Linked DNA regions of Rattus norvegicus: region 1 is linked to region 2. A link is a contact called in public Hi-C data. All regions are on one chromosome and are shown on one strand. The core of a region is the stretch at or near the end of the contact, and the rest is flanking DNA. Distances in the headings are between cores, read along the strand shown. Region 1 overlaps Mtus2 (microtubule associated scaffold protein 2). Region 2 has its middle 49 kb from the start of Slc7a1.

Region 1 (5,982 bases), core at 1,699-4,198, 130 kb before region 2:
ACACAGCAAGTTCCTGCCAGCATGAGCTACAGAGTAAAGCCTCTAAAAAATATCCTAAAGTCAGAAGGAACGCACTCATCAGCTGGATCCCACAGTGATGGAGGGATGGCCTAAACTGGAGAAACGTTCACTGTGAAAGGCTTTCCCAATAGGGCACCAAGGCTTCCTCTCTCTGCTTTACAGAATTGACTTTCGCCTCTGTATCTTCAAAAACAAAGAAGTTCCCCTAGACCTGTAGACTTCTAGGCGTCTTAGCTTTGTTGTTCTGTCAGGAAAGGAACGAAATATACCTGCTATCCTTGGCTCTCTAGCCCTGATCATTCAGAAGCACCTGAGCAGGGCCAAGTACATGTGCAAGGAACAGGGATTCCCTGAAGTTGACCACAGACCCACTGATCAAACTGGGATCCACAGCCTGATTCTGACCATGAAAGTGACCTGTAATACTCACTGTAAAAGAAACATATGTTCTCTGCCTCTGCCTCTCTGTCTCTGTCTCTCTCTGTCTCTGTCTCTCTGTTTCTGTCTCTCTCTGTCTCCATCTCTCTGTCTCTGTCTCTCTATCTCTCTCTGTCTCTCTCTGTCTCTGTATCTCTCTGTCTCTGTCTCTCTGTTTCTGTCTCTCTCTGTCTCTGTCTCTCTCTCTGTCTCTCTCTATCTGTCTGTCTGTCTGTCTGTCTCTCTCTCTCTCTCTCTCTCACACACACAGAGAGAGAGAGAGAGAGAGAGAGAGAGAGAGAGAGAGAGTCTAAACTATGTACCACAGTGCTTTTTACTACCAACAGAGCACACTCTGGCATTTTCTGTTCTGTCTTTCTGAAAAGAGCAGTGCTGGTCCCTCATCCATCTCCCCTGATTTTCCCGCCCACAAAAGCTTTGCACAGAGCGGTTAGCAAAGTCCTGTTCCTGGAAACCCTCCAAAGTGCAGAAGCCAAGGCCACTGATCCAGTGGGAGTTTCTTCACTGGTGTCTCTTTCCTAGGTGGAAAAGAACATCATCCTGGAAGAAAAGATCCAGGTACTCCAGCAGCAGAACGAAGACCTCAAAGCGAGGATCGACCAGAACACGGTTGTTACCAGGTGGGTGAGCCCAGTTTCTCACTACGTCCTTCTCAAAGTGGCTTTCCCGGAACATCCGCATGTCCCAGTATCCAGTCTGAACAATCTCCTGGTGCCTCTCAGTTGATCAGAAGAAAAGCAGATGGCCGTGACCCCATGGTACACATCCCAGCTCTGCATCCCAGCCGGCCCCGTTCCCCAGAAGTGAGTGAGGACCTCAAGCCCAGGAAGCAGGGGCCCCAGAGCAGGAAGATTTCATCCCAGAGATTAGGAGAAGAGCATCAGCTAAAGTCCCCAGCTAAAGAGAACCATGGCTAGGTAACCCCAATATTCCAGAAAATCGGGTCAGCTCTTCCCTATAGGCTCCTGCTTTCAAGGAAGGATTGGGTCACTCTTGACCCCAGCTCAGAGTGCAGTGAAAACGTCTGTGGCGTCTGTGGCTGGCTGCAGGTTATTATACTGGGCAAGGCTAAGTCGCCCGAGTGAGATGGAGGCCTTCGCCTTTTCCCATTCTGTTGGACCAGACTCCTCGGTGTGGCTATGATATGTTATCCTGTGTACACCCATGCTTATGTGCACACACTCATGTATATATCCATTCACGCGTGCTCACACTTACACATACACTGATGCACGTGCATGCTTATACACTGGCATGCCACTTGTTCACACGCCCACACATACCCAGCCACCTTTCCTCAGACAGCAAGTGCAGGCGTCAGCCCAGAGTACCTTTCTGGGACTTTAGCCCATCCAGTTGTAAAATGTATTTGTACTTACTCTGGCCGATTCCTGAAAGCAGCGATCACTCTCTAAAACACAAGTTGAAATAGACAGGTGACTCCGTGGTTAAGAGCACTGGCTGCTCTTCCAGAAGACCCAAGTTTGATTCCCCGCACCTACCTGACAGCACACAGCTATCTGTTAGAGTTAACAGTTCCAGGAGACCCGCGCCCTCTTCTGGCCTCCACAGGCATTGCATGCAATGGTTCTCGGGCATGCACGCAGCCAAAACACACACATAAAGTACAAAAATTACCAAAAACACGCAGCAAAGCCAGCAATTTAAGCACCATGACATCACACACACACACACACACACACACACACACACACACACACACACACACGATTGCTTTCTCTCCCCCACCCCCGACCCCCGTTATCAACCGACGGTGATCAAACATCTATTTTTCTGGATGCCATGCTGAACGCCAGCCAAGAACATAACAGAGTCTTGACCCCTGCCCTCTAGGACTTGTGGTCCAGCAGACAGACATGTAGACAGACCGACTCTACAGCCGAGCTAATGACTTCAATCGCAGAGGCACGTACTCAGGGCTGGAGGTAACGGGAAAATATTCCCGGCTGATTGGCGCTGTTAGTCAGTACCCTGACCACAGCCGTAGACAATCTCCATAGCAACCCCTCCTATGGGCTGTAGCAGCAGCCCACGTGACCTACCATCTCCCCCACTTCCTACTCCAGCCTCTAGCCTTTCTTTGCTCTGTGCACAACTGCCCCCTAACCCAGCAGAGAGACCTGCGAGCCTGGGGAATTGCCCCCGGCCTCCGCCTATCAGCCTCTGTCACTAGTACGCCCAATGGTTCCCGCTGCTAACTACCATTCTCCCCCACGCAGACAACTGTCGGAGGAAAATGCTAATCTCCAGGAATACGTGGAGAAAGAGACCCAGGAAAAGAAGAGACTGAGCCGAACCAACGAGGAACTACTTTGGAAGCTCCAGACTGGGGACCCGACCAGCCCGATTAAACTCTCCCCCACATCTCCGGTGTACAGGGGCTCCTCCTCTGGACCCTCCTCTCCAGCCAGAGTCAGTACCACACCTAGATGACATCACCCTGCCACCCACAGGAGCTCAAGCTTCTGTCCGTCCGAGGGAGTGCTGGCCGGTGCTGGTGGCTGCCCTGTGCGCATGCTCAGTAGCTGCATACTGCATCTTAGGCAGAGTCCTCTCTGACCCTCGTGTGAGACCGTCCTGGTATTGGCGCTTAGGAAGGCGTAAGCAGCAGAGTCTGGTGTCCAAAAGCAAAACACAAAAACAAAAACAAAATGCTTTAGTATAGTTAGAAGCAAAAGAGAAACAGCTCCAATTGTTCCTGAGAGACGGAGTTCCGCAGCGGAACTTTAGGTCAGCCACAAACAGCTCCGTTTTTCGAATACTCGAAAACCCTCCTTGCACCGCTGCGGGTGTGTATTCAGATGCGTGGGTACACACCTGCGGCGACTCCGAATTGCTTTTTTTTATATATATATACATATATAACACACGATGCGCTGACATATTTTAGCGACGGTCAGCAGTTTTCTAACTTGTGCCTAAGAATTATTGGGAAATGAAAAACGCATTTCTATCTAGTTTCCTGGAGATATTTCTACCCAAAATAGAAAAAAGAAAAAAAAAAAAGAAAAAAGAAAAAGCAAGCAAGCAAGCATGAGACCAAGTGGTACCCTGCTTACCCTAAACACCAGCGATTTGTAGATGGTAACCGCCTTTGGAGCAACTAGCTTCTTAGTCCAACGCGAGGTGGGGTCACTCTCAGCCCATTGCAGGATTTAATTATGACTTCTCCCATCCCAAGGAGGTAAAATGTCGCAGGGTGTGGGGGAGGGGGGGACCGGAGGGATCACATGGTCTGGCCAATGTTTTTCCCCTTATCAATTCATTATAATCTTGAAAACACCAGTTTTGCTCCCCACCCCCAACCCCAAATGGCACCTTGCAAATCCACCATTAAGATATTATTGCATCCTCAGGAAAACACGGACGCATGCGACCTTTGCGATGAGGGTAAGCATGAACTCGGAGACTATCTAGACCATGCATGACCCATCCTCATGGAGGAGGAGTTCTGGTAGGGGCCGACATGGCCCCAACCATCGCCTCTCATAGGCAACACCCCCATTTTTCAGTTTGGTTCTATGACTCGACCCCATCACTGCACATCAAGATGGCTCAGGGGTTCTAGTCAAGGCTTCCGGAAACCAGCCTTTCTCTCTTGGGGAAAGGGGGGGGGGAAGCCAGTTCTAAAGGTGCTAGATCATGTCCCTTCTGCTGGAGGGTTACCAGGACTGCACCTGGCTGTGGTCCCGTCTTAGCCCCAGAAGGCTCTCCCAAACAAGGGAACGCAGTGAAACGGCCAGTCAGCATCCATCAGCCGCTGGACTGGCCTTCGTCTCTAATGAGGTAGAGTTAGAACATGAAAGGTATTCATGTAGTGCTATGGAAGATTAGAAGCATGACCCACAAAAGAGAAGTAGTTTTAACTGGCAGTACCGTGCCGCGCTGAATGATACCTTTGTTTCCTGTATGTGACAAGAGACCCTCCGTTTTCTAAGCATGGGCCTGTCTGTCTGTGAGCAGGCCCAAGATGAGAAGAGCCACGGAGCCAAGAAGACGGTGTCAGCCACTCCAAGGACACACATATCTGACACCGAGACAAGTGTGGTCAACATCCCTCCTGTGGCTCCAAGTTGGGCTTCCTTGGTCTCGGGTGCATCTAACTGTAGTCAACCTCCGCGGGTCTTGCCCATTCTGGAGGCACACACGGTAGATACACAGAGAAGAAACAGGTCTTTTTTTTTTCCTTTGGCTCTGCATGATCCTGGGATACCGAGCTGGGCATCCCATAAGAGTAGCTCATGCCATGTCAGTTCAACACACACAACTATTTGTTCTTTTAGCAGGCACAACCTGCGGACGTTAAGTTCGGTTGGCCGTTTAGCTCTCCGAGTTAGGACCCGCCTCCTCAGCTGTGCCCGCCGACGGCAGGTTCTCAGCAATACAGAGTTCGATGTGATTATAGGATGTGGTACAGTACGTTAGGCTGTTGTGCTCAAAGTGGTAGCGATGTTAGATCTGTGTACCCTCATTAGGTGGACTAGAGCTTTGCCCTAATCAGCCTCGACCTTGGGCACTTGAATAAATCTCCCCATGGCCCTGGCTTTGTTTCTCCATCCCAGACACCCATCAAGTATGGTACCCCATTTGAATTAAGTTCTGAGATCCAGGTGGCCAGAGCTGCTATTGCCTCTTCCATGATTCCTCTGTCTCCATGCTGGTACCATCCGGACCTCTCAGCGTGGAAACCCCGAGTCTGTCTTCCTTCCCAGGTTGGGACACTGCATCCTCCCGTCCTGCCACAGACAGGCCTGCCAAACAGCTAGGTTCTTCATGGAGTCAGGAGGTCCTGCTGGCCTGCACTAACTCAGTTGCCTCGGGCTGGGACTACATTCCTGCGATGTCAGGATGGGTTTGGGGCTTGAGGTCAGGTACTCTGGGATTAGTTGAAGGGGGCACAGTGTTCTTTGTCCTGCCCCCTTCCAGTTAACTGTTCCTTATTTGTGTTGAACTCTAAAGATTATTAAAATGAACCTGGGGGACTTCCCATGATGTTCATGTGGTCTGTGTAACTTAGAGGCGAATCTTGTTCAGTCTTGAGATGGCAGACAAGGCAGGCAAAGGCATGAGTGTACCCTCTCCTGTGTGTGCTAGGGTTGATTGGAACCAAGAAAAGTCTAGAGACTTCCTCTGCTCCCTGACTCTGCAAGTCCAAAGCTGTGCACCAGTCTTTCCCGTATCATCCCAACAGTGTGCCAACTGGGAACGAAGCATCCAAATACACGATCCTATGGGCTTACCCGTGTTCAAACCACCACAGGGGCTGAGATACACGTTAGCTCCTTCCAATCTGGAATCAGCCACTCTCCCTATCCTGCCAGCCACTCTTGTGGATTATGGCCAGTTTGTCCAACCTCACCTGGCCCTAGCATGTCCCACAGGTGCCCAGCTTTGCATGGGGGGCGGGTCACGAGGAAGACCTGAGTTTTCCACTTCCTGTGCTCACATTGGTGGAGTGCATGGGGACGAAAGGAGGATCTCAACCAATCTGTTCGTGTGAAC
Region 2 (6,550 bases), core at 2,632-5,131:
TTGTTGGGCAAACTTGAGTGTTTTTCCCCTAAGATAGGAATACAGGCAAGAGTTTTTACTCACTGTTTCTGTTCGGTTCTATGACGAAGGATGTGGAAAGCACAGGAGAAAACACAGAGAAGGAAAAAGTAAAACCGCCTTTCTTCAAGGCTGGCATGACTGTGCACACAGAACACACACACACACACACACACACACACACACACACACACACACACACACAGGATTAACAAAGCCCTTATCTAAAATAACATCGTCCATACGTCATAAACAAATTTACTAAATTTGTGGGGGACAAAATTAATAGCAAAATCAAATGTGTTTTCTAAAGTAAAAATGCAGAGTTGGATATTAAGGTTCAGTAAAACCTAGGATTGCCTAAAAATCAAAACTAATTTTAAACACATGTTCCAGATGTCTCTACTGAGAGACCCAAGAACTTCTGAGAGAATTGAGTTTAAACGAACAAAAGAGTATGGCAGATCGATCTGGGTGTTAGACGATAATACTGTTAAGTAGTTCTTCCACCTGTCATACACTCCGTGCGACCCACTCAAAACACTGATGAAATACAGACAGGCTGCCCTTAGGATAGAGAAGGACTGCTCTGCCAGAGGTCCTGAGTTCAATTCCCAGCAACCACACAGTGGCTCACAACAGTCTGTAATGAGATCTGATGCCCTTGAAGACAGTGACAGTGTACTCATATACATAAATAAATAAATCATTAAAAAATTCTGTCTGTCAATAAAGAGTTAAGAAGACTAATGTTGCGGCTGAAGAGATGGCTCAGCGGTTAAGAACACTGGCTGCTCTTCCAGAGGTCCTGAGTTCAAATCCCAGCAACCACATGGTGGCTCACAACCATCTGTAATGGGATCCGATGCCCTCTTCTGGCACACGGGTATACATGCAGATAGATAGAGAACTTGGATACATAAAAATAAACCCTTTAAAAAAAAAGCAGAATGGGGGGCTGGGGATTTAGCTCAGTGGTAGAGCACTTACCTAGGAAGCGCAAGGCCCTGGGTTCGGTCCCCAGCTCCGAAAAAAAGAACCAAAAAAAAAAAAAAAAAAGCAGAATGACAAAGAATTAAGAAGCACTAAGCAATTTTAGCCAGATTCAAAATAAATAAACCGACTCTAGAGTAAGAACTACTAAGATAATTAAGAAAGGATGGCATCAGTTGGGCATGGTGGCACACGCCTTTAATATTAGAATTTTGGAAGGCAGAGGCAGGTGGATCTCTATGAGTTTGAGGCCAGCCTGATCTACATTGTGGATTCCATGCCAACCAGGGATACGTAGTCGGACCCTGTCTCAAAACAAACAAAAAAAAAAGGAAAAGAACAAAAAAGAAAGGAAGGAAGGAAGGGAGGGAGGAAGGAAGGAGAAAGGAAGGAAGGAAGGGAGGGAGGGAGGGAGGAAGGAAGGAAGGAAGGAAGGAAGGAAGAAAGGAAGGAAGCTAGCATAATACCGACATAAGAAAGTCCTTCTGGCTCAGTAGACCAGGATTCAAAGTCCAGACACAGACCCATACCTACATGATCAATTTGCGCCCAGTAGCTCTGCTTCAGCCATTCGACAAGGCGAACAAATAAATCAGAACAACTATTATTAGATCAACTGGATTTCTATATAGAAAAACCCGAATCTTGACTCCTTACTTCATCCTGTGTGCCAAAATATTTCTGCATAGATTATAAGTGTAAATGTAAAACCTAAAACTATAAAGTGTGCGTGACAGGTCTCCTTCAGAAAGCTAGAGTAGAAGAAATCACCCGGGTAGGAGAGAAAGACTGTCAACCATCTAACGGACATTCATAGGTCCCCAGAAGAGCACTTGTCAAGCATCTGTAAGAATGAAACAAAACCAAAACAGTAGTAAACTGGACCTTAAATTCTGTTTGTCGGGCTGGAGATATGGCTCAGCGGTTAAGAGCCCTGACTGCCCTTCCAGAGGTCCTGAGTTCAATTCCCAGCAACCACATGGTGGCTCACAACCATCTATAATGAGATCTGATGTCCTTGAAGACAGTGACAGTATACTTATATACATAAATAAATAATTCATTAAAAAATTCTGTCTGTCAATAAAGAGTTAAGAAGACGAATGTCAGTTACAGATTGAGGAAACACTGTATGGGCGCACAAGTGCCATACACATATTTATCTACCCATCATCTATCCATTTATCTACCTAGCTATAATCTAGCCACCATCTATCCATAATCTAGCTTTAGAACATATCAAAAATGTTACGGCTTAAAATCAAAAGATTAACAATGAATACATGAGCATTGTTAATGGCTGAGAAAAAGAAAAAAGAAAAAGAAAAAAAAGAAAGAAAGACCTGACTGTTCCTAGGTTTGTAGAGGACAAGGTTTATTGTAGATAAAAGAGAGAGACTAGCCAGAGGAAGCGACGTCTGGGAAAGTGGATATGACCTTGAACCATGTGAGAGAGGGAGGAAAGAGAGGGGAGAGCCCCACTGACCGAGAAGGGCAGCTTGGGCCGGGAGACTGGCCAGGAAAGTAGAAGAAAGAACCAGATAATCACAATGGCTGGATTATTCAGCCCATGGCCTGGAGAAGCGTAGGGCATGCCAGCCAGGAGGGCCCTGTACCAGAAAGGGACTGAGGAGAGCAAAGAGAACCTGAGAGCCAGCATCCACTCGGATGTGTGAAATGGGTGCATCAGCCATTTGTCCTGAATTTGAGACCTAACACCCAAGATTCTGGCTCACCTTTTATGTTTGGAGGATAAGAAATAAAAGTTGTCACAACCCAAATTAATACATCTACAACACAACCCCACACCTCCACCTTTGAGAACATTGCAGAAGAGAGTGCAGGAGGACTGTAAAACCCAAAGGACCAGGACGTCTGCTTTGAGAGAGAATGTACCCATGTAATCTCAACAACATGACTGCATGTGTAGGATCTGCACAGTGACGTGTCGGGTGAATGCCAGTGTGGATGGGGGAAATGTTACAAACCCTGCCCTAGATGAAGAGCTGCAGACCACCGATCAATGACTAATGGCTGCTGAAAGAGAATCAGTCTTCTCCGAGATGAGCCCCCTCATAGGGTATCCAAGCCAGGGGTTACCCCTAAACATATAAGCACCACTAAACAAACTCAGGAGGGTGTGTGTGTGTGTGTGTGTGTGTGTGTGTGTGTATGTGTGAGTGTGTGTGTGTGTAAGGGGGGGAATAGAAACAATGTAAACAATATACCCATGCATAAACTTCTCAATCAGTCAATCAATAAATAAACTTTAAATGGAAAAAATAAGAAATTGCTCTATATTGTAGAAAATCCTCCCCGCCTTCTGTGCTATTCCATAAGGGTTGCAAAAGAACATCGCGGGCTGGAGAGATGGCTCAGCGGGTAAGACTGCTCTTCCAGGGGTTGGGGATTTAGCTCAGAGGTAGAGCGCTTGTTTACCGAGCGCAAGGCCCTGGTCCCCAGCTCCGAAAAAAAGAAAAAAGAAAAAAGAAAAAAAAAAAGACTGCTCTTCCAGAGGTCCTGAGTTCAATTCCCAGCAACCACATGGTGGCTCACAACCATCTGTAATGGGATCCGATGCCCTCTTCTGGTGTGTCTGAAGACAGCTACAGTGTACTCACAAATAAAATAAATCTTAAAAAAAAAAAAAAAAAAGAAAAGAAAAGAAACACTCAAAAGAACATGGACGTGTAAATGTGAAATGTAGTAACACTATCCCAGAAAGCAACATTCGTGTATGGATGGCCCAAGAGCTAGGGTTAAAGATAACCCTTGCAGCTTCCTGAAGAGAGGAAGGGTTGTGCCCTGAGCTGCAGCAGGAAGCCAGCAGGCACCCCGGGCCCTGGGCTCCTGGCAGATGGACAAGCGCAGCTTGTGGGCTGGGCCTCGGAGCAGCATCTCAAGCCTTCCCATGCCTTTACACTGACTCACTGGCCTGTCAGCAGTTGGCTATTAAATGCTGCCTGCCTGTCTGAAGTCAGGGCTTGCAGCTTTGCTGTAGGCAATCACTTCAGAGGCAGTCTGGTTCATCCACCACCCTAGGGCGCCTCCTGCCCACCATCCCTGGGCCCCACCATCCCTGGGCGCCTCCATTGATTCACTTCCTGCTCCCCGGTTTATGCTGGGACTCGCAGCCCTGACCCCAGGGGCTCTTCTCCTTCCAGGTGCTATTCCTTGGCCTCTCCCAGGTTTGCAGAGCGCATTCCTCCCGTTTGCTCCCATTGCCCTTTGGCAGACAATGCTGGAAGGAAGGTTCCGGAGCCAAGGAGCAAGTTTCCTTTGCTAACAGCGCTGCTGGCTACCTCTCCTGAATACTCTTCCCAGCCTCGGCTAGCCGAGCACTGCCCACCATCCAACACACACAGCACGCCCAAAATCCTCCCTCCTCTCTCTCACCTCTGTCTCCCACCTCGGCAGGGAACTGCCGTGTGGACCATTAACACTTTATATCCTTGGTTTCTGGTGGCATCATCGGGAATCGGGGTAGGGACTCGGGATTTGAAGGAAACGAGAGAAAAATAGTGTGGGCAGGGATGGCAAGAAAATGTTCAGGGTCCCAGGTCAAATCACGCATCAGTGTGGAGGTGAAAGGGGTAAGCGTTATTAATGGATTTCCTATTGCAGACTAAGGCCGGGCGCAGATTTGTCGTGTGCTAGGCTATCCTGCTGAAGTCATCCGGAAGTCACTTGCAAGAGTTAGTTAGTCTTCTCTTCCTTAAAACTGTCCAATGTTCCATGGACCTGACTGGAAACTTTTGTTGCAAGGAAATTTAGTTCCTGCTCAGGGGACACAGAGTGAGAGTTGCACACTGAGGTACTATGTAGAAATCCTTTCACTGCCCAGAATGATTGTCTAGAGACAATGGCAGGGTGCCGTGCAATAAATTCCTTCTGCCCGGTTCCTATTATCTAGAAACCCAGCCTTGCGTTTCACATAAATTAGATCATCTGGAGAAAGTCTTCACCGGGCATTGAAAGGCCTTTGAGATGACACATAGGCTAGAAAGTGGAAGAACTAACCCCCGTACAGGTGAACAGTTCACAGTCCTGGTTATGGTTTATTGGTGTTGAGTTTCGTGAGGTCAGATCACGGGTGTGAAAAGTCAGTATCTTCTTTTTCTTTTTAACCTTATTTTATGCAGATAGGTGTTTTGCGAGCATGCATGTGTGTGCAGTACCTATGGAGGCCAGAAGAGGGCATCAGATCACCTGGCGTTTACAGATGGTTGTGAGCCGCCATGTGGGAATCTAACCCAGGTCCTTTGAAGAGCAGCCAGTGTTCTTGACAGCTGAGCCATCTCTCTAGCCCTGAAAACATCATCTCAATGAGTTTCCTTGACAGTGAACACCTGCAGAGCATACACTGTGAGCCAGGCTCAGAATGTCAGGGTCTACCTAGATACTTGTTCAGTTCACTGTATCTACTTTTCTTTGTTTACAGAGCTGCAGAGCAACCCCAGGCACTGATGGATACTAGGGGAGTCTTTCAAATGAAGTCAGAGAAGGTTAGCAGTTTAACCACCGTCCTGATTACTTTTCTTCTTTTGTGGAGAAGCACCATGACCAAGGCAACTTATAAAAGAAAGCGTTTAATTTAGGGGATCATGTAGCAAAGTCTAAATGCTCAGCAAGGCAGGAAGCATGGCAGCGGGCAGGAGCGCTGGAACTGCAGCTTGAGAGTGTACATCTGATCTCCAGGGAGGAGGCAGAGGAAAAGAGCTTACAGGGAATGGCTTGGGCTTTTGAAACCCAGCCCAGTGATTCAGCACCTCCAGCAAAGGCCACGCCTCCTAATCCTTCTCAAACAGTCCCACCAGCTGGGAACCAAGCATTCAACTATTAGAGCCTATGGGAGCTGTTCTCATTCAAACCACCACACCCACCATTAATTATATGCATGCCCAGTGGAAGACCTAGGGTTCAGACCTTGAATCTGATCTCATATCTCTGGTCCAAACCCTTGGATAACTTGTTCATTCCCAAGTTTCCAGGTACTCCAGAGCTGGCTACTGCTTTTTTTTTTTTTTTGAGCTTTTCCCAGCCTGGCAGTTAGCTGAGGCCTGTCTAAGGGAGAGTGCGATCTGCATTGAGCAAAATGAGAATGGCACAAGCCTTTAATCTCAGCACATGAGGCAGAGGCAGGAGGATCTCTGTGAACTCCAGGGCTTCATAGTGAGATGTTATCTTACCCAAAATGAAACAAAAACCAGAATGAGAGCCAAGCAGATGGCTGATGCAGGATGAGCTGACCCAGACTGAACCTGTCACGGGTTTCCCTTAGGGGAGAAGATGAGGAAATTATACTTTGGGCAAAATGTGCGTAGCCCTGCCTGCTTTTGACTCATGCCTGCGTGTATCCAACTTCTCTGAGATAGTCTTTCTAGGTTGATAAGAGATAACAACTTCAGAAGGGGGATTTCCCGGACTTGTTTATTTTTGTTTTTAGCTTTTCCTTTTTGTTTTTGTTGGTTTGCCTTGGTTTTTCAAGACAGGGTTTCTCCGTGTAGCCCTGGCTGTCCCAGAACTCAAATTGTTGACC

Evidence for each region. Hi-C and Micro-C count contacts between places; a contact is called where the count stands out from the background.
Region 1: a contact with region 2 is called in a Hi-C map of Schwann cells, with 4 times the contacts expected there. The contact joins two enhancer-like sites. A contact is called at or near these places in 10 of 12 Hi-C or Micro-C datasets (the A7r5 cell line, the Rat2 cell line, Schwann cells and 6 more).

The regions. Positions count from the first base shown.
Region 1 is chr12:11,742,202-11,748,183 of GRCr8, reverse strand. It overlaps Mtus2 (microtubule associated scaffold protein 2), which reads left to right. Exons shown (of 15, transcript NM_001374100.2): 14 at 982-1,079; 15 at 2,700-5,471. The coding sequence ends at 2,913. Among named protein-coding and RNA genes, the nearest start is that of Slc7a1, 81 kb to the right of the region's middle. Within about 2 kb of position 2,948, at least 19 of the 93 cell types and tissues checked have an H3K27ac peak or open chromatin away from gene starts, as enhancers often do. A contact at or near this core is called in Schwann cells, where this site is marked.
Region 2 is chr12:11,612,127-11,618,676 of GRCr8, reverse strand. No RefSeq gene overlaps it. Among named protein-coding and RNA genes, the nearest start is that of Slc7a1, 49 kb to the left of the region's middle. Within about 2 kb of position 3,881, at least 7 of the 93 cell types and tissues checked have an H3K27ac peak or open chromatin away from gene starts, as enhancers often do. A contact at or near this core is called in Schwann cells, where this site is marked.